4 separate regions of the Sus scrofa genome follow, and regions 2, 3 and 4 are each linked to region 1. The links are chromatin contacts, called in public HiChIP or PLAC-seq and promoter capture Hi-C maps. All regions are on one chromosome and are shown on one strand. Each heading gives the region's core, a stretch centred on a gene start, on an enhancer-like site or on the middle of the called end of the contact. The rest is flanking DNA. Distances are from core to core; before and after follow the strand shown.

Region 1 (5,639 bases), core at 1,212-3,711:
TTTCATAAATTCTGGGTGTGTGGGGGGACTATGTTTTGTATTATTATTATTATCATTTTGTCTTTTTAGGGCCACACCCACAGCATATGGAGGTTCCCAGGTTAGGGTTCTAATTGGAGCTGTAGCCGCCTACACCACAGCCACAGCAACACCAGATCTGAGCCACATCTGCGACCTACACCACAGCTCACAGCAACGCCAGATCCTTAACCCACTGAAGGAGGCCAGGGATCGAACCGCAGCCTCATGGTTCCTGGTCAGATTAGTTTCTGCTGCACCACGGAACTTCTTGTGTCATTATTTTAAAGTTACATCTCATCAAAATGAAGTCAGCGGTTGACAACCCTTTAATGACATAGTTCTGCATCTGGTGAGGCATTTCAGTCTAGAATAATGCTTTAGACAGCAGACTCTAGGTCACGCTACTTGGATCCTAGCTCCACTGACAGCTGTCGCTGTATCATTGGACATGTCATTCAACATTTCTGAACCTCATCTGTAAAATGGGGATAAACCAGAGTTGTTGTGAAGATAAAATGAGATAATTCATGTCAGCACTTGGCACATATAAATATTTAAAATGTTCTATCAAAAAAACATGCTTCACATTGTATTTTAGAAATGAATCTTCAGAATCACCGATTTTATTTTCTCAAATAGGCCTGCAGGGGGTCTTGACTTGACTAATGCATAAAAGAAAAGCTACTTAGCTACTGGTGAAGTTATAAATCTAAGTTAATGAGGTCTTGGATAAGATTATCCAATTGTAGTATCAACTCTACATTTCAATTCAGATGAGTAAACTCAATTTCCAACCACAAACACAGTCGAACAAAAACAATTTTCCACTATAATCTCAGTCTGACAAATTCAATTTCCTACAACAAATATGTGAAACAAACACAGCTGGAGGTTTGTTTTACAAGGGTACATCCCATAGGTGATGATAAACCTCTTTTAATTAAAAAGGAGACTATCAGAGGAGTAGTTAAAGCAGGAGGGGTTCTTGCCTCTCTCTGAGAACTAAGCAGTAATACGATTCATTATACAGAAAAAAATAAACTAGCATAAAAACAGGACTTTCATTTCACCTGGATAATTATCTTTATCTTAGTGCCTTAATGGTAACTGGTTTGTTATTCCCTAAACTTCTCCCCTAACCAGGCAGGAGTGTTTGCATTTTTAAAAACTCTTGGGTTAGGAGTTCCTGTTGTGGCTCAGTGGTTAACGAATCCGATTAGGAATCATGAAGCTTGGAGTTCCCGTCGTGGCGCAGTGGTTAACGAATCCGACTAGGAACCATGAGGTTGCGGGTTCGGTCCCTGCCCTTGCTCAGTAGGTTAATGATCCGGCGTTGCCGTGAGCTGTGGTGTAGGTTGCAGACATGGCTCGGATACCGCGTTGCTGTGGCTCTGGCGTAGGCCGGTGGCTACAGCTCCGATTAGACCCCTAACCTGGGAACCTCCATATGCCGCGGGAGCGGCCCAAGAAATAGCAACAATAACAACAACAACAACAACAAAAAGACTAAAAGACCAAAAAAAAAAAAAAAAAAGGAATCATGAAGCTGCAGGTTCGATCCCTGGCCTTGCTCAGTGGGTTAAGGATCTGGCGTTGCTGTGAGCTGTGGTGTAGGTCGCAGACGGGGCTCAGATCTGGCGTTGGCTGTGGTGTAGGCCGGCGGCTACAGCTTCGATTAGACCCCTAGCCTGGGAACTTCCATATGCCGCGGGAGGGGCCCTAGAAAAGGCAAAAAAAAACAAAAAAACAAAACTCTTGGGTTAAAAGTTTAGTCTTCTCTGATTTTTTCTTGAAATATTACCGTGACCTGGCGTCTACAGTTTCAATTACATTTTTAACCATGGCATACTTGACTTAATTAAGGTTTATACTTTTCTATTTCCACAGCTTTTATCTCGATGAAGAAGGGTAAGTATTACGTATGATTAGGGAAGTAGAACGTGCTATCCTGGTAAACAGAGAAAGGGGAAGCTAAACTAGTGGGCATAAGGGTCCTAAGTCCCATGAAAAGCAGTGTAAATAAGAGCATTAATTTATTGAGCCCTGTGTACGAGGGGCGCTGTCGACGGCTTTGCATGGATTACCACCCCATGAAGTATGTACTCATATCCTCATTTTATAGGACACTGAAACCAGGAGAGCCAGGTTCACTCAGCTAGTCGGTGGTAGGACAAGAACCGGGGCTAACTGCTCTGCCATACAGCTTCCTGGAAAAGCTACAAAAATATGAAAAATTATTACCAAAGGGCGGTTGGGAGCAAAGCACTTCCGGTTATCTCTGAGGCAATACGTAAATGTTCCCGCGGAGGGCTTGGATCCAGACTGGAAGAGAAAGCGCACGGACACAGGCAGACACCCGCGGGGCGGGTGCGTAAGGCAACCAGCCGCGGAGGAGCGAGCGCGGCGGATCCCAGGACCGCTTTCGGCAGAAGCGCTTGCGGCCCCGGCCTCTCGGGGGCGGGGCAGAGTGCTGCGCAGGCGCCGGGCAGGCCGGGGCGGGCCGGAGGCGCGCGCCCTGCGAGCTGGATGTCTGGTCTGCGGGCGCTGCTCGGGCTCGGGCTGCTCGTTGCGGGCTCGCGCCTGCCGCGCGTCAGAGTCCAGGCCGGCGCCTGTCGCGCGCGACCCACCTGGTGGGGGCCGCAGCGGCTGATCTCGGGTGGCCGCGGGGACGTAGAAGGCATGGCGAGCTCAGCGGTGAAGTACCTCAGGTAGGCAAAGTTCCAGGGCGGGCGGGGGCACGCGGGGCGCAGGACCGGGGTGCAGGCCCTCCCTCCCGGGGGGCGGGACCTGGGGCGGCCGCGCTGCCGGCCCGGCGCAGCACCTGAGGGGCGGGACCTCAGGCTTTGCGCTTCCTCAGCCAGGAGGAGGCCCAGGCTGTGGACCAGGAGCTGTTTAACGAGTACCAGTTCAGCGTGGACCAACTAATGGAGCTGGCCGGGCTGAGCTGTGCTACAGCCATTGCCAAGGTCAGTGGCAAGTCATTGTGCAAGCCCCCTGGCCTAGGCACAGCGAAGTGGGAGGGACAGCCGGGCCAAGCCCGAGCTGTCGCTTCCCAAATGCCCCTCTGAATCCCCTTTGACTCTGCCTTCAGGCCTATCCTCCCACGTCCTTGTCCAGGAGCCCCCCTACTGTCCTAGTCATTTGTGGCCCCGGGAATAACGGAGGAGATGGCCTGGTCTGTGCTCGACACCTCAAACTCTTTGTGAGTATTCGCAGAAGGGCCGTGGGGAAAAGAGCATGAGGTTTCTAGGATCTGGACTTGAATTACAACCCTTTCCTTTCCTCATAGGGCTACCAACCAACCATCTATTACCCTAAAAGGCCTAACAAGCCACTCTTCACTGCGCTGGTAACCCAGTGCCAGAAAATGGACATCCCTTTCCTTGATGAAATGCCCTCAGAGGTAGGTGGCTCCAGTTCAGTGCTCTCTCCTCCTCAATAACCACTGCCTGTGTTCTCTTTCCTCACCTTCCCAAGCTGAGCTCACTTGCTATCTTCCTCTCTAGAGGATTAACTCTTAAGAGGGTAGGGATAGTGCCTGACACAGAAAGTGCCCAAAGTATGGTGGGGGTTTTTTTGTTTTTGTTTTTTTGCTTTTTAGGGCCACATCTGTGGCATATGGAGGTTCCTAGACAAGGGGTCAAATTGGACCTACAGCTGCCGGCCCACACCACAGCCATAGCCACGCCAGATCCAAGCCACATCTGCGACCTACACCACAGCTCAGGGCGACACTAGATCCTTAACCCACTGAGTGAGGCCAGGGATCGAACCTGCATCCCCATGGATCCTAGTCAGATTTCTTTCCCCTGCACCACAACGGGAACTCCCCCAAAGTATGCTCTTTGAATAGACGTGGTTAAAAGTCTTCTCCAAAAGGTGTGCTCCAGGAGTTCCCAGCACCACCTTCTGTAAAGCTTCCTTTCCCCTTTATCTCCTGGGTCACTCCTTTCACTCTGTAGCCAGTTCCTCTTCCCCTAGCAAGCAGTAAACACATTATCTGCCCCTCTTAGGAGCTGAAGTGCCTGCTTCATCCTAAACCCTTTCTTCAGATGCCTGGATTTAGGAGTGGGAAACTTTAGAACTTCTTTTTAAAATTTCTTAGCACATTTTATAGATGAAGAGACTGAGATGCAGAGAAGGAAAGTGGTTTGTTCAAAGGATCACAGCAGAGCTGAGACCAGAACCTGTCCTTCTTGACTCCCAGGCTTAGGTAACCCTGTGCTGTAGATCCCCCCAATGGCAGGCTGGCAGGCACTAAGAACAGAAATGGTGATGGGACTGAGCTTGGCTTCAATCAGTGATAGTTGCACTTAACTCTAAGCTTCAGAATGCCGTATGAATGAGAGAAAATTATGTTTGTGCCTCTGTGAATGATCTGTGGGTACAGAGGACAGCCCTCCCCTGTCAAGGGTTCTTTGTGCAGCTGCTGACTCTGACATCCTTTCCTTTTTTCCCGCTCTGCCACAGCCCACGCTGATCGATGAACTATATGAGCTGGTGGTGGATGCCATCTTTGGCTTCAGCTTCAAGGGTGAAGTTCGGGAGCCATTCCGCAGCATCCTGAGTGTCCTGAATGGACTCACTGTGCCCATTGCCAGCATCGACATTCCCTCAGGTGCTGGATCCAAGGAGGTGGGGGGGATGGGAACCCTGCCCTGGCTTGAGGTAGAGACCTAGGGGTTCTGATTCTTGACCCAAGGCTCAGACAAAGTCTAAAATGAGTCTAGAGGCACAGAACACAGGTTTATGGACCTCAAAGGAGGGCTGGAAACCAGAGTTCAGGAGTGCCTTTGACATGTTGACTGCAAGAGACCAGAACCCAGCCATGTAAGTTCCTCGGGGAGACCCAGGAGGCTTCCCGCTCCTTTGGGACTAGGGTAGAGCAAGGTTTGGAAAGGGACGAGACATCTGATCGCTTCTCTTCCTGAATACCACCTTCTTTTCAGGATGGGATGTAGAGAGAGGAAACTCTGGAGGGATCCAGCCGGACTTGCTCATCTCCCTGACAGCACCCAAAAAGTCTGCAGCCCAGTTTACTGGTCGCTACCACTACCTGGGGGGTCGTTTCGTGCCACCTGCTCTGGAAAAGAAGTACCAGCTGAACCTGCCACCCTATCCTGACACTGAGTGTGTCTACCGCCTGCAGTGAGGGAAGCAGGGCGGGCATTCTTCACAATAAAGACTTAGTGCCTCTGTGCCCCAGAACTGTGGCATCCTGGGAGCTCTTCTGACAATAAGGGTTAATGGAGAGCAGAAGCAGAGAGCAACAGTGGAGATGCAGTGCCATCTCTCTGGGGGACAGACCATGCAAGAGGGGTTGCTGTGGCATTTGGGGGCAATGAAAATTGGCTTTCAGATGATGAAAAAGGTCCCCAGTGAGCCGTGCTGTCCTTTACACATGCGTGGTTCTTATCTATTAGGGATGCAGACGGGGAGCTAGATGAGGTTCGCTGAACTTTCTCCTCCTGCTCAACAGTGTAGCAAGGCTACGGGAAGTCTGCAGAAGAGATTTCTGTAGAGGCCTGCAAGAAAACTGATTTGTATCCAGGACCTTCCCAGGTTAGGAATGGAGACGCCAGCTGGGACTTACATAGAAGCTAAGAGCCCAAGGTGAG
Region 2 (5,639 bases), core at 939-3,438, 480 kb before region 1:
GACCAGCTGATCCTGCTGAGCCTTAAATCTCCGGGAGATTTCCTCTTTGAACTGTGATCAAGAGGCAAAGGTCACTGTGGAGGCTGCCTGGGCTCCACCAACAAGGGACTCTGCCGCTTCTTCAAGAGCCTCTGCTCTAGTCTTGGGAAGTCCTTTCAGCGGTTCTAATTCCACTCCTCTAGTTGCAATAAGCAGCTCCTTTCTGAAGGAGCTGGACTAGAGAGAGCTCTACCCTGGGGACTCCCACCCTAGAAACCCTTTGCTCCTTCTTCTTTTTTTTTTTTTTGTCTTTTTAGGGCTGCACCCGCAGTGTATGGAAGTTCCCAGGCTAGGGGTCGAATTGGAGCTGCACCTGCTGACCTATGCCACAGCCACAGCAACTCGGGATCTGAGCTGCATCTGCGGCTTACACCACAGCTTACGGCAACAATGGATCCCCAACCCAATGAGCGAGGCCAGGGATCGAACCCGTGTCCTCGTGGATACTAGTTGGGTTCATTACCACTGAGCCACGAAGGGAACTCCAAGAAAGACTTCACTTCTATCTGCCACTCCATCTTCAGTCCCTCCACCCAGTTCCCCGTGAGGGTACTGCCTAGGCAGTTCTCACCATCCCAACTCCTTCAACAGCCTTGGGCCCAGGCCCTGTCTCCCTTCAGCCTTCTCTTCTCAGACCCCAAGTCTTTTTCCTCTCTTTATTTCCAGTGTTCTTGTGACAATGATGATAAACAGATCCCACTTATTTATTTAGGTATTTACATATTTATTGGCCACATTCACAGCATGCAGAAGTTCCTGGACCAGGGTTCGAACCCAAGCCACACAGTGACCTGAGCCAAAGCAGTGACAACGCCAGACCCTTAACCAGCTGACCCTTAACCAGTTACCAGGTAACACGTTATTTATAAAAGCACTAACCATTCAGAGTCTAAATCCCATGAGATACATGTTAACAATTATCTCCATTTTAAAGACAAGAAAACTGAGAATCAAAGCAGTTAGGAAACTTGCCCCGGGCAGACTGGAACTTAGGCCTCGATACCGAAGCCCAAGCTCTGAACCAAAAACATGGATCCTCTCAACTAGAGCTGATACCAAATTCAGCTTTGCAGCGAAAATGATTTCAATTCTGGAATGGAGTCATTTTATAAGGTTGGGGGAAGGGCAATAATGGCACTAAAAGCTGGCTTGGAAAGAGTTAAGACTCTACATCTATCCGCAACCCCCCTACCAACCCAAACTTACACTCTAAGTAAAAACAGTGCACTTGCTAAGCAAAGGCAGCTTCCAGATCCCTCCTTCCCAACCAGAAAGCCTATCTTAGCCCCGCCTCTGTGAAATTCTGGAGCCGCCACAGGCGGGTGGTGAACACAGCAATATTCCCTCATTCAGTCATTCACCACATTTTTCTTGAGCACCTACTGCACCTTGTGTAAATCCCAGAGGGGCTGAGAACCAAACGCAACTACCTTGATTTGAAAGAGTAGCAAAGATCCCGGCAGAGGGAAATCCTCCCCCCGCACCGGCCGGGCGTCAGAATGCTGGGCGTTCTCTGAGACGCACAGTAGAAGCCTGGAGCTTTCCTCGCCTGCGCCCCGCGCCCACTATCCGGCCTCCGCACCTTGCCCGGCTCCCACCCTGCCTCAGCGCCTCGAACCCCCGCTAGTAAGCGGCGCAAACACTCCTCTCCAACACAGGGTCCTTCCCCCTTGCCTGTGCAAGGTGTCCTCTTCCAACTCCACCACGCCCCCAGACCAGGCCACAAGGCAAACCCCGGCCTCCCTTCCCAAACACGCGCCACGCTACCCCGGATCGACCTCGCAGGACGCCCCCTACCCGCCGCCTCTTCCCTCCCGCTTCCCCGAGTGCCTGCTGGGCCCCCGCCCTCCTCTCCCCGGCCCTCCCATACGCCCGACGGTCTCAGAGACACCCCCCTCTTCACAGACCACTCCTCCGCACCCCCCCAATCCCCACCACCCGTACTACCTCCTTGACCGAGGCTCGATCGCAGATCACAATTTCCTCCTTGTCCTTAGGGGTCTTGACGGTGACCCGAATCGGGGGCCTCGTCTCGGCCCCGCTCGGCTCCGCCATGCCGCCGCCGCCGCCGCCACCCGGCCGCCCGCCAGCCCGCCCCGGCTCCTCCTCCTCCCCGCCCGCCCGGCGGTGCTCGGCTCCGGCGCCTCCAACACTCCCCTCTCCCCTCCCCTCCCCAAGGCTTCACCGCCCCCTCCGGACCAGCCGCAGCCACAGCGCCCCGGGCGGACCGGGGGGGCCACTGCAGCGGGGTCCGCCCAGGGCCGAGCCCGGGGTCTGCAGCCTGGGCAGGGCCTTGCTGGGCGGCGGCCCCCAAAGGGGCTGCTCCGGACAGGGGCGGGAAGCAAACTCTCCGGGAGAGACCACCGCCCGTGGTAGCCGGTCCGAGTCGCGCTGAGGTGCCAACCCCCCGCCCCCGGGCCCAAAGCTACCCGCCCCCTCCGCGACTAACTCTTTCTCCGGGACAAAGGACTTTCTGTGTCGCCGCTTTATCTCCGTTCCCTATGATAACTGGTCTTTCTTGGAAAGCCCAAATCCTTTCCAGGCCTGAGGCTTCTCCCGACTTGGAGGCTGAATTTTCCACTTCTGGATATCTACCTAAAACCTCTTCTGTAGGATTGACTTAATTCCCCTGAGGGTAGCGGCCTCCAAGAAGTCTATTCAGTACAGTTCCAGAGACCTGGATTTTTGCCTGCATGGCCTTTCTGAGCCTATTTCCTCAATAGCATCTATCTCCTCATCTCACAGAATTATGCATAATGTAGAAAATTGCTTTGAGAAGTAACCCAAGGTATGCCTGACAAGTATAGGAATTTTGTTTTCTTTTAATTACTGAATCGTGGATTGTCAAGCAGATATGACTCCTCTGCCCGAGAGGGTTAAATGTCCTTCCAGTACTGCCACTATCCTTTTACTCCCGCTCTTTTCCCCCATAACCGCGTGGTCTCACTGGAAAGGCGAACTGTAGTTCCCAGGGTGCCTCGCGAAGCTTCGAGGAACTACAATTCCCAGCGCCCCCCGCGGTGAGGCGGGGTTGAGTCAGAACCGCACAGTCAGGCCAGGAAACTACAACTCCCAGGAGTTCTGGAGCCGGGCAGCTGGACTACGGGAAGCGGCAGGCGGAGGCCAGTTATAGGAAACTCCGGGATCAGGTTGTGAAAGCCCAGGGTTAGGAGCCACAGGCATGCTGCGTCCCAAGGCTTTGACCCAGGTGCTAAGCCAAGCTAACACTGGAGGTGTCCAGAGCACCCTGTGAGTGCGGACCGAGAGGCCGAGCGGCGAGCACTGGAGTGGGGCTGCGCGCGGCTCTCCGAGGGAGGGGTGGGGAAGGCTCTCTGGGAAGGGAGGAGGTGGCAGAGGGGGCAGCCTTTGGGTGAACCGGCGAGAGGGCCACTCTTGAAAGAGAAACTGACGTGCTGGGTGTTTGGGGCATGTTCTAGGACACACTCAACCCAGACCCTTGCTTTCTAGGAGCGCCGGTGGGCGAGTTGGGATGGAAAGTCAGGTATTTTACTCCCCATCCTGAGCACGTTGATATCCGTTCTGATGCTTTTCCAGGCTGCTGAATAACGAGGGATCTCTGTTGGCCTACTCTGGTTACGGGGATACGGACGCCCGAGTCACTGCAGCCATCGCCAGTAACATCTGGGCGGCCTACGACCGGAACGGGAACCAAGCATTTAACGAAGACAATCTCAAATTCATCCTCATGGACTGCATGGTATGGAGAGGGGAGCCATTTCCTCTGTCCCTAAGGGGACCCCCAAGGGGCACCCTGGACCCCATCCTGGATGGTTGGGGCCCAGGGACAGGATTTCTGGAAGATTACTAAGAGTTGGTCTGCAGCAGCATTTATAATAGGCAGGACCCTATGTATCAAGTGGTGATGAGGAAGGAGTATTGGACCCGAGGTCTGGCTGGGTTCTAGTCTCAGCCAGCCACTTGCCATTTGTGGAACCTTGGGTAAGTCACAAGCTTTTTTACCACATCTCCAGTGTGAAAATAATCCCCACCACCACATCACGCACACAGGGTTGTTGTGATCAAATGAAAGGGTAGGTGTAAACTGTAGAGTGATATGCAGACACAAAGTGTTGTCATCTGAGATTCTCAGACTCAGAAGCATGGCAAAGTGTCCAGACCCTAGTCCAGTTCCTTCAGTTTACAGAAAAAGGAGATAAAGTCCAGAAAGAGGAAGCGCCATTAGACTGAATTTCTTGGGAACAGAACCTGTCTCATTCACCTTTATATCTGTTCAGTTAACAAATTTTTAGGTCCTTGCAGTATTCTCAGGACCTGGGAAAAAAATAGCAAACAGGACAAACAAAAACTGCAGCCCTAATGTCTCATATATGCCTTAAAATAAGTAAAATATGTATGTTTGTAAAATCAGTTCATAAATATGTTTTGTAACATACATACATAAGTTTAAAAAGTAGTATGTGGAGTTCCCGTCATGGCTCAGTGGATTAAGAACTAGTATCCAGGAGTTCCCGTTGTGGTGCAGCAGAAAAAAATCCTACTAAGAACCATGAGGTTGCAGGTTCAATCCCTGGTCTTGCTCAGTGGGTTAAGGATCCAGCGTTGCCATGAGCTGTGGTGTAGGTCGCAGACTCAACTTGGATCTGGTGCATTGCTGTGGCTGTGGCATAGGCTGGCAGCTGTAGCTCTGATTATATCCATAGGCTGGGAACCTCCCTATGCTTCGGGCGTGGCTCTAAGAAGCAAAACAAAACAAAAAACTGGTATCCATGGAGATGAAGGTGGATCCCTGGCTGGCTCAGTGGGTTAAGTATCCGGCATTGCTGCAAGCTGCAGCATAGGTCTCAGATTCGTCTCAGCTCCCATGTCTGCTGTGTCTATGGTGTAGGCCAGCAGCTGCCACTCTGATTCCATCCTTAGGCCAGGCACTTCTGTATGCTGCAGGTGCGGCCCTAGAAAGAAAGAAAAAGTAGTATGTTAGGTATTGAAAATGCTGTGGAGAAAAAGCAAGGAAGTGAGAGAGGGACAATATTACTGCAAAGGGGACAAGTCATCATAGATCTAAAGGAAGCTGGCAAGCCATATGGCTGTCTGGGCGAAGAACATTTCTGACAGAGAGAACAGTAAGTACAAAGGCCCTGAGGCAGAGGCACAATGATGCCTGGTCAAGAATCAACAAGGTTGAAGTGGCTGGAGTAGCGAGAGAATGGGAGAGGTTAGTAGATGAGGCCAGAGAGGCAGGAGATGCAGCATCTGGTTCTAAGCACACAGTGGATATTTAGTGAAAGTTTTCTGAGCCAAACTGAAAAGTCCCCAAGAGTGAACTTTCCAGAAAGAATTGCCAGTGGAACTCAGTCAGCAGCCTCTTCCTTACTCCCTTAACCAAGGATGCCAGTTCAACTGATGACTCCTAACTAGTGATTCCTAGGTTGCCTGCCCTAGAACTGGTGATCTAAGGGCAATAGCTTTCAAGTGTTTTGACCACAGTGCAGCCATAATAAATATATTTTAAGTCAGAGTATCCCACTAAAATCAAAGTTTCCTAAAACAGTACTTTCCTTACTGTATGCGATGTACTTCATTTCTCTTTTTTTTTTCTTTTCAAAGCTGATCAGCCTTCT
Region 3 (5,639 bases), core at 1,036-3,535, 430 kb before region 1:
AATTCCTGTGCCTCCCCTCTGCCCAGCTCTCTGCTCCTGGATCCCCTGGTCCGGACTCCCCCCAGTTACCTCAAAGCTCAGTTCTTTCTCCCTCATAGTAGACTTTCTCTCCAACCTCCTCCCTCTACCCACTCTTTTTTTTGTTTTGTTTTGTTTTGTTTGGTCTTTTTGCCTTTACGTGAGCCACTCCCGCGGCATATGGAGGTTCCCAGGCTAGGGGTCGAATCAGAGCTGTAGCCACCAGCCTACGCCAGAGCCACAGCAACTCAGGATCCGAGCCGCGTCTGCAATCTACACCACAGCTCACGGCAACGCCGGATCGTTAACCCACTGAGCAAGGGCAGGGACCGAACCCGCCACCTCATGGTTCCTAGTCGGATTCGTTAGCCACTGCGCCATGACGGGAACTCCTCTACCCACTCTTATCTCTCCCTTCATCCCCATTTGCCCTCTGTGATCAACTCTCTCTCATGCATCCTCCACTAAAGTACCTGAGTGAAGCCCCCCCTCTGAGCCAGACCAGTCCCCTGCCTCTACCCTCCCCCGCCCCCCGCACCCCCTGGGAGTTGAGCCTGACTGTGGCTTCTGGTACATCGCTGTGCTCACTGAACCCCAGACCTCACCTCTCTGCCCCCACCCCGAAGCCTTAGTTCAGCTGTGCCGAGCTCCAGGCAGGGAGAGGAGAGGGCATGCGGGATGTTTTGAGGACGTCCCATCCATCCTCCCCGCCAAGGCCAGGAAGCTCCGCTTCAGGAAGCCAGCCCCATTTTCACCTCCTTTGGGGATGGGATTGAGGGAATCATGGCCAAGAGGAAACAGATGCCCTCTTGGCCCCTCCCTGGGCAGCCTGAGAGCACACCAGCCTCAGGCCACTCGTGCATCCTGTCCCTCCCAGCCAGGTCCCTGCTGCCCTACCGCTGCTCCAGTGGCTCCCCCATTACCTGCCACTCAGGGGTCAAGGGCCAAAGTGAAGTGGGCTCTCAGGGAGCCCTGTAAGCTTTGGATTTACTAGACAAAGAGGGCAATTGGGGTGTTACTCTGGGGCTAGCCTGTGGGCTGGCATAGGGATAGTGGGACAGGGGAATCTGGGGAGCTGGATCAAGGCAGGTCTAGAAAGGAGGGGGTTGGCTTGCATGATGTCCTTAGACTCCTCCCAGCTCTGAAGTTCTGGCTTCTAAGCAATGACTGATGAAGCACTGGCCCAAGGCAGTCCCTTCCATCCCATGGAGTCTCCCTCCAGGAGCTCCTGACCTTGGCCAAGGCCCTGCCCATCCACCTGCCACACGTGGCCGCCACTAATCCAGAAGTGCCCTTTGATCTGTTCCCCCATCAGGAAATCTCCTGCAGATTAACCACCATCCTCCCCGGGGAGAATTTGCTTTCCCAGTTGACCTCCCTGGGGTGAGTGCCAAGGGCTAGCCTTGGAAGGGGACCCTGAGGAACTTAGGGGCTGCAGGGGCTGGGAACCCAGGTTGGTTTTATGGTGAGGCTAAGCAAGGTGAAGCTCAGGGATCCACAGTGGCACAGGCCTTCCCAAGACCCTTAGAGGAGCCTGACCAGGTTTCCACGTGTTCACTTATCTGTGTGAAATCTGTAAAAGATATTCTCATATTTTTAAGATAGAGCCTCCCCACAAAAATTGGATGGACACTTAGGAAGACCAACTGTCCGGTTTTGCCAGGAACTGTTCGGGTTTGAGCACTGCAAGGCCCTTGTCCTAGGAAACTCCTCAGTGCTCTGCAAACAGGACAGGTGGCCACTAGTTTCAGGCCCCACATTGGGTAACGTTTGCTCAGCACCTGGACTGGGGGTGGGGGGGGAAACAGGGATCCTTTTCTGCCTCACTTCCTGGAAGCCTCTCGGCGCCTAGGGCTTGGGGACCCTTTTCGCCGGCCCCAGTTCTGGAGTTGTGGCGCTTCTGTTTGTTTCCTTGGCAACAGGGAGAGGAAACCCCCATTTAGGAGACCCGGGAGGCCCCGGCAACCACACACACACAGACACACACAGACTCACAGGCAGCCGCCCACACGCAGGCGCCTGCGTCAGAACCAGCCGTCAGCACTGCCCGCCTCCGGGCGGCGGGGGCGGGGGGGCGGGAGAGGAACCACCCCGCCGGAGTCCGGAGTCGCCCTACCAGCCCGAACCGATCTGCCCTGGAGGGAACAAGCCCCGTCCCCTTGGCTCCGCCCACGTCTCCGGGGCCCCGCCCCTTCCTACGTCTACCTCCCCTCCCCCACCCTCACCAGGTGGGGCGGGGCCAAAGCTGGGAGATAGGGAGCAGAGAGGACGAAGTCACTGCGGAATTCCTCTTTGGCTCTTGTCTGGTGTGTACCGTGGCAGTATTTTGGTGTGTATTGTGACGGTTCCAGGAAGCCTGAGGCTCACAGGTGGGGCGGCTCTCTGGGCCCATTTGAGTGGGGGATGGGGTTTGGAATGTCGGGCAGGGACTCCTGGGCAGACTCTCGGATTTTGCTGTTGGATGGAGCTCCTTTGGGGTCTGGACTGAAGGGAGGTGGGATGTAGTTAACCTGGAGGCAAATCCCTGGAGTTTGGGACCTGCTTCTGTCTCTTGTTGTGTGGCCTGGAGCATATCAGTTAACCTGGCCCAAGTCTCAATCTCCGTATCTGTATAATGGGCATCATGGTGTTTGCTTTGTGCATCTCAGAGAGGTTTGAGAGGGTTAAGGTAGTAATCTGGATTGTGAAAAGATGACACCTGGGAGACCTGCCCAGCCAAATGTGAAGTGTAAAGGGTTGGTTCTGTGCTCATTATCTAGCGGCCCTGTCTGGCCTGGCTGGAGCACCCAGGGAAGATAGCCAGCCCTACACTGACCCCTGCAACCCCTGCCTCATCATGGTAGCGATAATGCCCATCCCTTGAGGTCGATTAGCCCCTTCCAGTATGTCCAGAGTGATGTCCTGTCTCCTACAGTAGTGTGAAATAGGGTCCGAGTACTATTTGGGGGTTTCTGGCTGTGTTTGGGCAAATCTTAGCTTCTCCAGCCTGAGAAGCCCACTTTGTAAAGAGAGGGGTTTAATTCTCAGAGCCCTGGGGGCCTCTTAGGGGAGGGGCAAAGGATCACCAGGCAGGGGTCCCTAAACTTCCCTGCTAGAGAGACTCTGCCTCTGTCATTTAGTATATTGGGCTTTTGGGGTGAAATTTCATTCAAATGAGGGGTTCACTGGCTTTACAAAAGGCCATCAAACACGCTCCTTCTGAGGGCCTTCCCAGCTAAACTAAGCCAAGCTAATTGTTCTAAGCCTGCATCATTCCATCTAGCTGGGTCCGGATGGGAAGAAGGCAGTTACTCAGCTGGACTATCTTAGGTCAATTAGTCAACTTCTCGGAGTTTGGGTTTTTGGTATATAAAATGCAGATAATAATACCTTCCTCATAAGGCTGAAGTCAAGATGAAGTGGGATCAGCCCCACATGGCCCCTAGCCCAGTGCCTGGTATGTGGCAGCTACTTAAAGAACAGCCAGGTCCTTCCATACCACCTGTGCAGGAGTGACTCAGCAGTTCAACAGGTGTTTAGTACTTGACCCTGTGATCAAAGAATGAATAAGACAGGGACCCTCCCTCCAAGCACTCTAGGGAGTTCCTGTTGTGGCTCAGGGGAAACAAACCTGACTAGTATCCATAGGGATGCAAGTTTGATCCCTGGCTTCGCTCAGTGGGTTAAGGTAATCCATCGCTGCTGTGAGCTGTGGTGCAGGTTGCAGACGTGGCTCAGATCTGGCATGGCTGTGGCTGTGGTGTAGGCCAGCAGCTACAGCTCCAATAGGACCCCTAGCCTGGGAACCTCCATATGCTGTGGCTGTTGCCCTAAAAAGACAAAAAAAAAAAAAAAAAAAACCAACCCAGAAACATTATAAAGGGATTCCCAAACCATAGCCTTGACTCTCCAAATCACCCCCTATTTCCTAGACCCTCTCCCAAAGAGTCACCCCTTCCCACCCCTGTGGGGGCGTATAACTGTCTCCCAATGGCCTAGGTCCCACTGGAATCCTCCTCTCTCCCACTCCTACCTGTCCAGAATTACAGCCTGACAGCTAAGTGCTTGGCTTTCAGAGCAGGCCCACCTGTATCACAATCCCAGTTCTGCTACTAATCATATGACCTTATACAAGTGTTTCTCAACTGGATGTGATTTTGCCCCACAGGAGACATTTGGCACCTTCTGAAGACATTTTTGATTGTCATAACTGGGGGCAGAGGGCTAGGGATACAGCAAAACATCCCATATGCTTAGACCCACCCCTCACAGCAAAGAATTATCTGGCCTAAAATGTCAAGAGTGCCAGCTTTGAGAAACCCTGCCTTAGATGAATAATTTAACCTCCTTAGACTTCAGTGTCCCCATCTGTAAAATAGGACTAATAGTAGTGTTTACCTTATAGATCTATTGCATAGGTTCAACAAAGTCACGCAAATACCTAGTGTCTAATAATAGTAGTTACTCCACACATCCTCCCTACACAAATCATTATTAGAATGCCTCTGGAATCCCTCCTGGCTGCACCCTTCTGCTGAGCCCGCTCCGTTTAGCTTGCCTCTTGCCAAGGCCTGTGCCTCTGACTCCTTCCTCGCTGGTCTCAATGCCTCCCTCCTCTCCTTATTGAGCAGCCAGAATCCTTTCCCTCAGACCCCCGTCCCCAAACCAGGCAGGAGGCTGCCTCCATCTCCCCCTTCTCCCATCCTGCCTCTCCTCCTGCCTCACCTCCAGTGTCTCCCTGCTCAGCTCAGCTGTGCACCCTCAGCTCTTTCCCGCCTCACAACCTCTGCACAGACTTCCTCCCCCAGCACCAGTCCACCCCCGCTCCTCCCACGTGTCCTGACAAAGTGGCATAAGATAGTGAAGAAGTCCTGGAGCAGGCAGCCTGGTCCGAGTTCTGAGCTTGGCCTCTCGCTTACTGTCTGGTTTTGGGAATGTCAGCCTCAGCTGTAAAACAGGGACATGTTCTCCAGTCTATGAGGTGGTTTGGGAACCAAGATGAGAATGTATGTGAAAACTTGCAGCTGTAAAGAGCATCAAGGTATAAGTCACCCAGTTTATTGAGCATTGTCCCTTTTTTTTTTTTTTGTCTTTTTTTGCCTTTCCTAGGGCTGCTCCCTATGGTGGGTCCCAGGCTAGGGGTCGAATTGGAGCTGTAGCCACCAGCCTACGCCAGGGCCACAGCAATGTGGGATCTGAGCTGCGTCTGCAACCTGCACCACAGCTCATGGCAACGCCGGATCCTTAACCCACTGAACAAGGCCAGGGATTGAACCTGCAACCTCATGGTTCCTAGTTGGATTCGTTAACCACTGCGCCACAACGGGAACTCCAAGCATTGTCCCATTTTATTTTCATAGCCCTCACCATCTTCTAACAGATTATAAATTTTGTCTTTTATTTATGGACCATCTCCCTCCACTAGGATGTCAGCTCCATGAGTTACTGCTGTATACCTAGTGAGTAGAGCAGTGCCTCATATACAGCAGGTGTCCAATAAATGTTTGTTGGATGAGTGAATTCTCCTGTAAACTCTTAAACCTACCTCCTCCAAAAAACCTACCTACCTTCCTTTTTTCCTTTCTTTCCTGCCACATCAACAGCATGTGGAAATTCCAAGGGCAGGGATTGAACCTGTGCTA
Region 4 (5,639 bases), core at 1,354-3,853, 400 kb before region 1:
AACTCCCAGATGACTATTTCACACCTCTGCAAACTTCCTCTTCTCACTTTCAACTGTTGACCTGCTTCCTCCTTCCTTCAAAAAGACTGCTCTTGCAAGATGCCCATGACCTGCACATCCCTGACCCAGCAGCCACTTCTCAGTCTTCACCTTCCCTGATGTTTGTCACTTCTCAGCTGACATTGCTGAATCTTCCTCTTCTCCTTGACCTCTGATGGATGGAGTGACCCAGGGTTCAATTCTCTCTTCTTAGGCCCCGAGAGACTTCCTCCAGGCTCATGGTGTAAAATATCCTCCATGTATTGGTGACTCTCAGGTTTACACCTTTAGCTCATTCCTTTGCCCTGAACTCCAGACCTGAATACCCACTTGACAGTCTAACGGCCTCTCAAAGTTAACATGTCTCAAACTGATATCCTGATTTCCACCCCTACCCTCCCTGCAAATCTGCTCTGCCTAGATTCTTCTCCATCTCAGCCGATGACTACCCTTCTTTCCAGTTGTTTAGGCCAAAAACCCTGGAGTTCATCCTTAATTCCTCTTGTCCTTTCATACCCCTTGTTCAGTCCACTAACAAATCCTGTCAGAGTTCCCTTTGTGGCTCAGTGGTTAGTGAACCCGACTAGGATCCATGAGGATGCAGGTTCAGTCCCTGGCCTCGCTCAGTGGGTTAAGGATCTGGTGTTGCCATGAGCTGTGGTGTAGGTTGCAAATGTGGCTTGGATCCTGTGTTGCTGTGGCTGTGGTGTAGGCCTGCAGCTACAGCTCTGATTCGACCCCTAGCCTGGGGACCTCCATATGCCACGGGTGTGGCCCTAAAAAAAAAAATCCTGTCAGCTCCATCTTTAAGATATATCTGGGGAGTTCCCATCGTGGCACAGTGGTAAACGAATCCAACTAGGAACCATGGGGTTGAGGGTTCAATCCCTGGCCTTGCTTAGTGAGTTAAGGATCTGGCGTTGCTGTGGCTCTGGCGGAGGCCGGTGGCTACAGCTCCAATTAGACCCTAGCCTGGGAACCTCCATATGCCACAGGAGCAGCCCTAGAAAAGACAAAAAGACAAAAAAGACAAAAAAAAAAAAGACAAAAAAAAAAAAAAAGATATATCTGGGATCCATCCATTTTCACCATCATCACCATCTCTTGGCTGGGTTGTGGCATTAGTTTTCGAACTGGTCTCCTGACCTTGCTCCATATGCTTAATTCTCCAAACAGCAGCGAAGTGGTCCTTTAATAGGTCATTCCTCTGCTCAAGAACTTTCCCAAAGCACTCAGTACAAAAGCCAAAGTCCTCAAAACGGCATGCAAAGCCAGGCAAGATGACCCCCACCTGGTTTCTCACTCTTCTCCCTCATGCTCACTCCACTCAAGCTGCAGTGACTGCCCAGGTAATTCCTAGAACACACCAAGCACACACCTGCCTCAGGACATTTACACTAATGTTTTCCTCTGCCTGGACCACGTTTCCTATCACATATCTGCTTGTTTCAGGTCTCTATTCAAATGTCACCAGCCAGTAAAGCCTTCTCTGACTAAATTTAATAAAATAGGGAGTTCCCACTGTGGCTTAGTGGTAACAAATCCAACTAGTATCCATGAGGATTGTGGGTTCGATCCCTGGCCTCGCTCAGTGGGTTAAAGATCCAGTGTTGCCATGAGCTGTGGTATAGGCCAGTTGCTACAGCTCCGATTGGACTTCTAGCCTGGGAACCTCCATATGCTGTGGGTTTGGCCCTAAAAAGACAAAAGGCAAAAAAAAAAAAAATTCCATGGGCATGAGGGAGCCAGGGGGGATTTTTGGTCTGAGGCTGAGTGATATGAGAACTGAGGTTTCACGCTTGCTCACGGCTATCTTTCATTTCCACTTCTTTTTCCCTCTCCTTATATGTGTATATCTCTCAGCTGCCCCTGCCCCTCCATGGCCAGAAGTAACTGGATAAGTCATTTTCCTTTTCTATAGCCTCTCAGGGATGGGAGAGGGAGGGGCTGAGCAGGGACCCTTTGTCACTCAGCCTCCCGGGTGTCTCAGTGCTCCTACCCAGAGGGGCAGCAGATGAAGACATGGAGAGGCCGCTGGGAGAGGAAGGTGCCACCTGCCCCCACCCTCCACCCCCTAGATTGACCTTGAGGTGCTGGCTCCCCCCCCACCCCCCCGGGGCCTCAGGCCCTTACAATCCTTGGGCTGATTCTCCGTGCTTAGTACCAGTCAGTGCCAGCTGGCAGCTCTCACCGGAGACTGAGGTGACACGAATATGGCGGAGGAGGGGAGGAAGTGGGCAAGGGCCCAAGAGGAATAGGGGCCAGGATTCGAGGGGGTGGTAATCATAGGCTGGGTGGTCAAGATGGGTGTCGCATGGGACAGGCTAGACTGAGGAGTCTAGAGGTTTCCAGAAGACTAGAGGATGTGTCAGGACCCCCCACTCTGGCCTTCCTGTCCCTGGCAGACTTAATCCTCTCCCTGCCACCCACTTTTCTCTACCTCTACCCCCTTAAGCCGCCCCTGGCTAATTCTCCTTGGTCCCTTTAAGAGCTGCCTGGGAACTGGGGCACCAGAGGGGGCTGGCAGGGCCCCCACCCCCTCCCCCTGCCCTGCCCGCCTCTGCTCCGCCCCTTGCCCGGTACAGACTCTGCTGGAAGCCTTGGACGCCTGGGTTAGGGTCTCCACTGCTGGGCTGGGGGTAAGGCTTGAAAGGGGTGGGGAAGGGGGACCTCGGTCCCCAGGGTGGGGTGGAGGGGAGGCGGGAGGCCAGTTTCCTAGCGCTGTGGACATGAACTATCTGTGTGCCAACTCCAGTGGATAACGTAGGGAGCCCTCTGGGAGGATGCTTGGGCCTCAGACTAGCGGGTAGGGCAGCCCTAAGGATCTTGGGGGACAGTGACTAGAGGGCAGGATGCCTGGGTCTCCTCACCCTCCACTCCCCCTTCGTATTTTTCTGGGACCTTCATTTGCTAACCTCCATTCAACCACCCCCCTGCGTCTCCTGAAATTAAAGACATAGGATCCTGACCCCTTGTCTTCCACAGATGGGGAAACTGAGGCTGAGCAAACCAGAGGAAATGGAGTTGTGTGGGTCATGGCAGGAGAAATAGAGGTTAGGCTGCAGAAAGGTTCTCTGTCCTTCTCTACCCCAGACAACTAGACATGGGAACTTGGGTGTCCAGCTCACCCCAGCAACTTTGTAACTACAGCCTTGGCCAGCACCCGGGTCTAAGTCCCTGCCCCCCTCAACAAGACAACTTAGCTCTTTACTGGAAGTTTTTGCTTTTTGTTTGTTTGTTTGTTTTTAGGACTGCACCCGAGACATATGGAAGTTCCCACACTAGGTGTCAAATCATCGGAGCTGCAGCTGCTGGCCTACACCACAGCCACAGCAACACGGGATCTGAGCCGCATCCACGACCTACCCCACAGCTCATGGCAACACAGGATCCTTAACCCACTGAGCGAGGCCAGGGATTGAAACCGTGTTTCTGGATTCGTTTCTGCTGTGCCACAACGGGAACTTCTTTCCTGGATATTTTGATTTCCACATATCAGAGCCAGGAGAGGCTCCCAAAAGCCCAGCTGGGTAACCTGGAATGAAGTGGAGCCCGGGGGCCTGTAGACTCCTCTACTCTACTCCCCTGGTTTATTTTGCAAATGTAGCCTGTTCTAGTTCTGCCACTCTGTGGCAGGACTGGGCCCAGTTCCCCTAAAGGGGAAGGGACTCGGGGCAGGGACCCAAGGACCCCCCCCACCCCAGGTGTAAAGGCTTTCTGCAGTCCAACTTCCTGTTACAGTCCTAGTTCAGTGTCCCTGCCACCTGATTGCAAGTCAGCCCTTCCCCTCCTGCCATGGGTCCCAGTCCTGAGGGAGAAGAGCCTGAAGTAGGCACACTAGTCCCCAAGGCCTCGGAGCTGAGGGCACAGAGGATGGCGTGTCAGGAAGTGGTGGGAATGTGATAGCAGTTCTGCTCAGAGTCCACTTCTGCTTTCAGCCCATGTCCTTCTTGCCCTGCCCCAGACAGAAATGCTCACCCATTGCCCCAACCCAGACCTAAAGGGGAAGCAGGCTTGGCCTGTAAAACCCTCTGCCCTGGGCCTGCAACAGCACACTCACTTCCTTCTTCCTAAAAATACTAAGTCTAGAGATGAGCCAAGCTCAGGTGGGCTGGAAAACCACAATTTTACCTATGTGAATCAGAGAGGGCAAGTGCCCTGCCTAGGATCACACAGCAAGTTATAGGTATCCAGGCCTGGGATCCAGGGCTCTTGTTCCCCAGCCCCTGGTACCTTTTTCATAGTCTTCCCACAGGCTGAGACGAGCCAACCTGGAAGGGGATTTTTCAACTTTTCATTTTACCAACAGAGAAGCTGAAGCCCAGTGGGGACAGGAGGGAACTCTGGTAAATAGCAGTCCAGAATCAGGGCTGGCAGAGGACACCAGGCCCAGCTCCCAACTCTTCCACCCAGACCCTGCTTGCCTCACAGATGGGAGAGAATCCAGCCCAGTCTTGTCTTTTTTTTTAAAGGGCCACACCCACGGCACATGGAGGTTCCCAGGCTAGGGGTCTAATTGTAGCTGTAGCCACCGGCCTCTGCCAGAGCCACAGCAACGCAGGATCCGAGCTGCGTCTGCCACCTACACCACAGCTCATGGCAATGCCAGATCCTTAACTCACTGAGCGAGGCCAGGGACTGAACCTACATTCTTCATGGATGCTAGTTGGGTTCATTACCACTGAGCCATGATGGGAACATCTCTTTTTTATCCCTATCTGGTCTGGACCTCTAGCAAATCCTCTCTGAAGTCTGCCCTCGTTCCCTCCTCTTATAGCACAAATCTTCTTCTAATAGGTCTCAGGGGGTAGCCAAAAAAGACTTCTGGAGGAGCCATCTTCTTGGTAAGGTGGTTTAGGAAGAAATGGCAAAACCTGAACCTGGCAGTAGAACCCTTGCCTTGCAAGCCAGGATGCTATCAATAGAAGGGGGCTTCTTACGCTTCTTGACAGAGACCCTGTCTCTTGGCTTATTTGCATAGATAAGTATTCATTTGCATCCTCTTTGGCAAACTCAATTTGTCTGGGGTCAGGCTGGCTAGCATTCAGGTGTGACCCCATTACAGACATACAGTTCCTGAGAGAAGAGGGGAAACCCAGAGAAACTGACTATAAAGGAGAACTGGCCCCAACTGACCCCCTGAACCCAGCTGCGGGACATTTGCACTGTGGTTCCTGCCTGACAGTGAGCTGAAGCTGAACAAGGACCCCCAGGGGCCAGTGTGGCCCCTCCTGGCTCCCCCCACATCCGGAGCCCTGCTTCCTCCACACATGTGGATCCAGGAGCCGCAGAAGGTGGGGCGCAGGGGGACACGGGTAGGAGGAGGAAGAATGTGGGGAGATTCTAGTCCCTCCCACTTAGAGATGTGGTTGTCATGGTGACCGAGGACCAGTGAGGCGGGATGGGGTTGGGGATGGGGGGCGGGGGTGTGGCAGGGACGAAGGCACTGGGAGACTGGAAGCCTGGCATTCCAGGCGGAGGGAAACGCAGCGGCATCTCCGAGCTCCAGGTAAGGGAGCGGGAGAACTGACAGTTCAGAAAGGCGGGGGCGGGCCATTGTCTGGCTCTGGCTCTGCCCTAAGGAGGGGGCAGACAGAGGG

The links. Promoter capture Hi-C pulls out the DNA fragments that hold promoters and counts their contacts. HiChIP or PLAC-seq counts read pairs in DNA pulled down with a chosen protein or histone mark.
Region 2: a contact with region 1 is called in a promoter capture Hi-C map of liver, with 2.6 times the contacts expected there. The contact joins the promoter of UBQLN4 here to the promoter of IQGAP3 in region 1. A contact is called at or near these places in 1 of 5 promoter capture datasets (liver) and 1 of 47 Hi-C or Micro-C datasets (liver).
Region 3: a contact with region 1 is called in an H3K27ac HiChIP or PLAC-seq map of alveolar macrophages. The contact joins the promoter of LMNA here to the promoter of IQGAP3 in region 1. A contact is called at or near these places in 2 of 47 Hi-C or Micro-C datasets (liver and skeletal muscle) and 1 of 2 datasets of contacts at active chromatin or transcription factors (alveolar macrophages).
Region 4: a contact with region 1 is called in an H3K27ac HiChIP or PLAC-seq map of alveolar macrophages. The contact joins the promoter of SEMA4A here to the promoter of IQGAP3 in region 1. A contact is called at or near these places in 1 of 5 promoter capture datasets (fetal liver), 1 of 47 Hi-C or Micro-C datasets (heart right ventricle) and 1 of 2 datasets of contacts at active chromatin or transcription factors (alveolar macrophages).

What each region holds. Positions count from the first base shown.
Region 1 is chr4:93,492,821-93,498,459 of Sscrofa11.1, reverse strand. It overlaps IQGAP3 (ras GTPase-activating-like protein IQGAP3), which reads right to left and starts at 2,461. Exons shown (of 38, transcript XM_021089671.1): 1 at 2,263-2,461. It overlaps NAXE (NAD(P)HX epimerase), which reads left to right and starts at 2,548. Exons shown (of 6, transcript NM_001078664.1): 1 at 2,548-2,729; 2 at 2,879-2,987; 3 at 3,113-3,223; 4 at 3,311-3,424; 5 at 4,492-4,639; 6 at 4,971-5,226. The coding sequence starts at 2,548. The coding sequence ends at 5,173. GPATCH4 (G-patch domain containing 4) reads right to left here. Exons shown (of 8, transcript NM_001243353.1): 8 at 5,623-5,639.
Region 2 is chr4:93,972,935-93,978,573 of Sscrofa11.1, reverse strand. It overlaps UBQLN4 (ubiquilin-4), which reads right to left and starts at 2,188. Exons shown (of 11, transcript XM_003125701.5): 1 at 1,987-2,188; 2 at 1-51. The coding sequence starts at 2,094. LAMTOR2 (late endosomal/lysosomal adaptor, MAPK and MTOR activator 2) reads left to right here and starts at 3,013. Exons shown (of 4, transcript NM_001243627.1): 1 at 3,013-3,288; 2 at 3,595-3,757. The coding sequence starts at 3,221.
Region 3 is chr4:93,922,930-93,928,568 of Sscrofa11.1, reverse strand. LMNA (lamin A/C) reads left to right here and starts at 2,285. Exons shown (of 13, transcript NM_001111257.2): 1 at 2,285-2,387.
Region 4 is chr4:93,889,959-93,895,597 of Sscrofa11.1, reverse strand. SEMA4A (semaphorin-4A) reads left to right here and starts at 2,603. Exons shown (of 15, transcript XM_021089686.1): 1 at 2,603-2,678.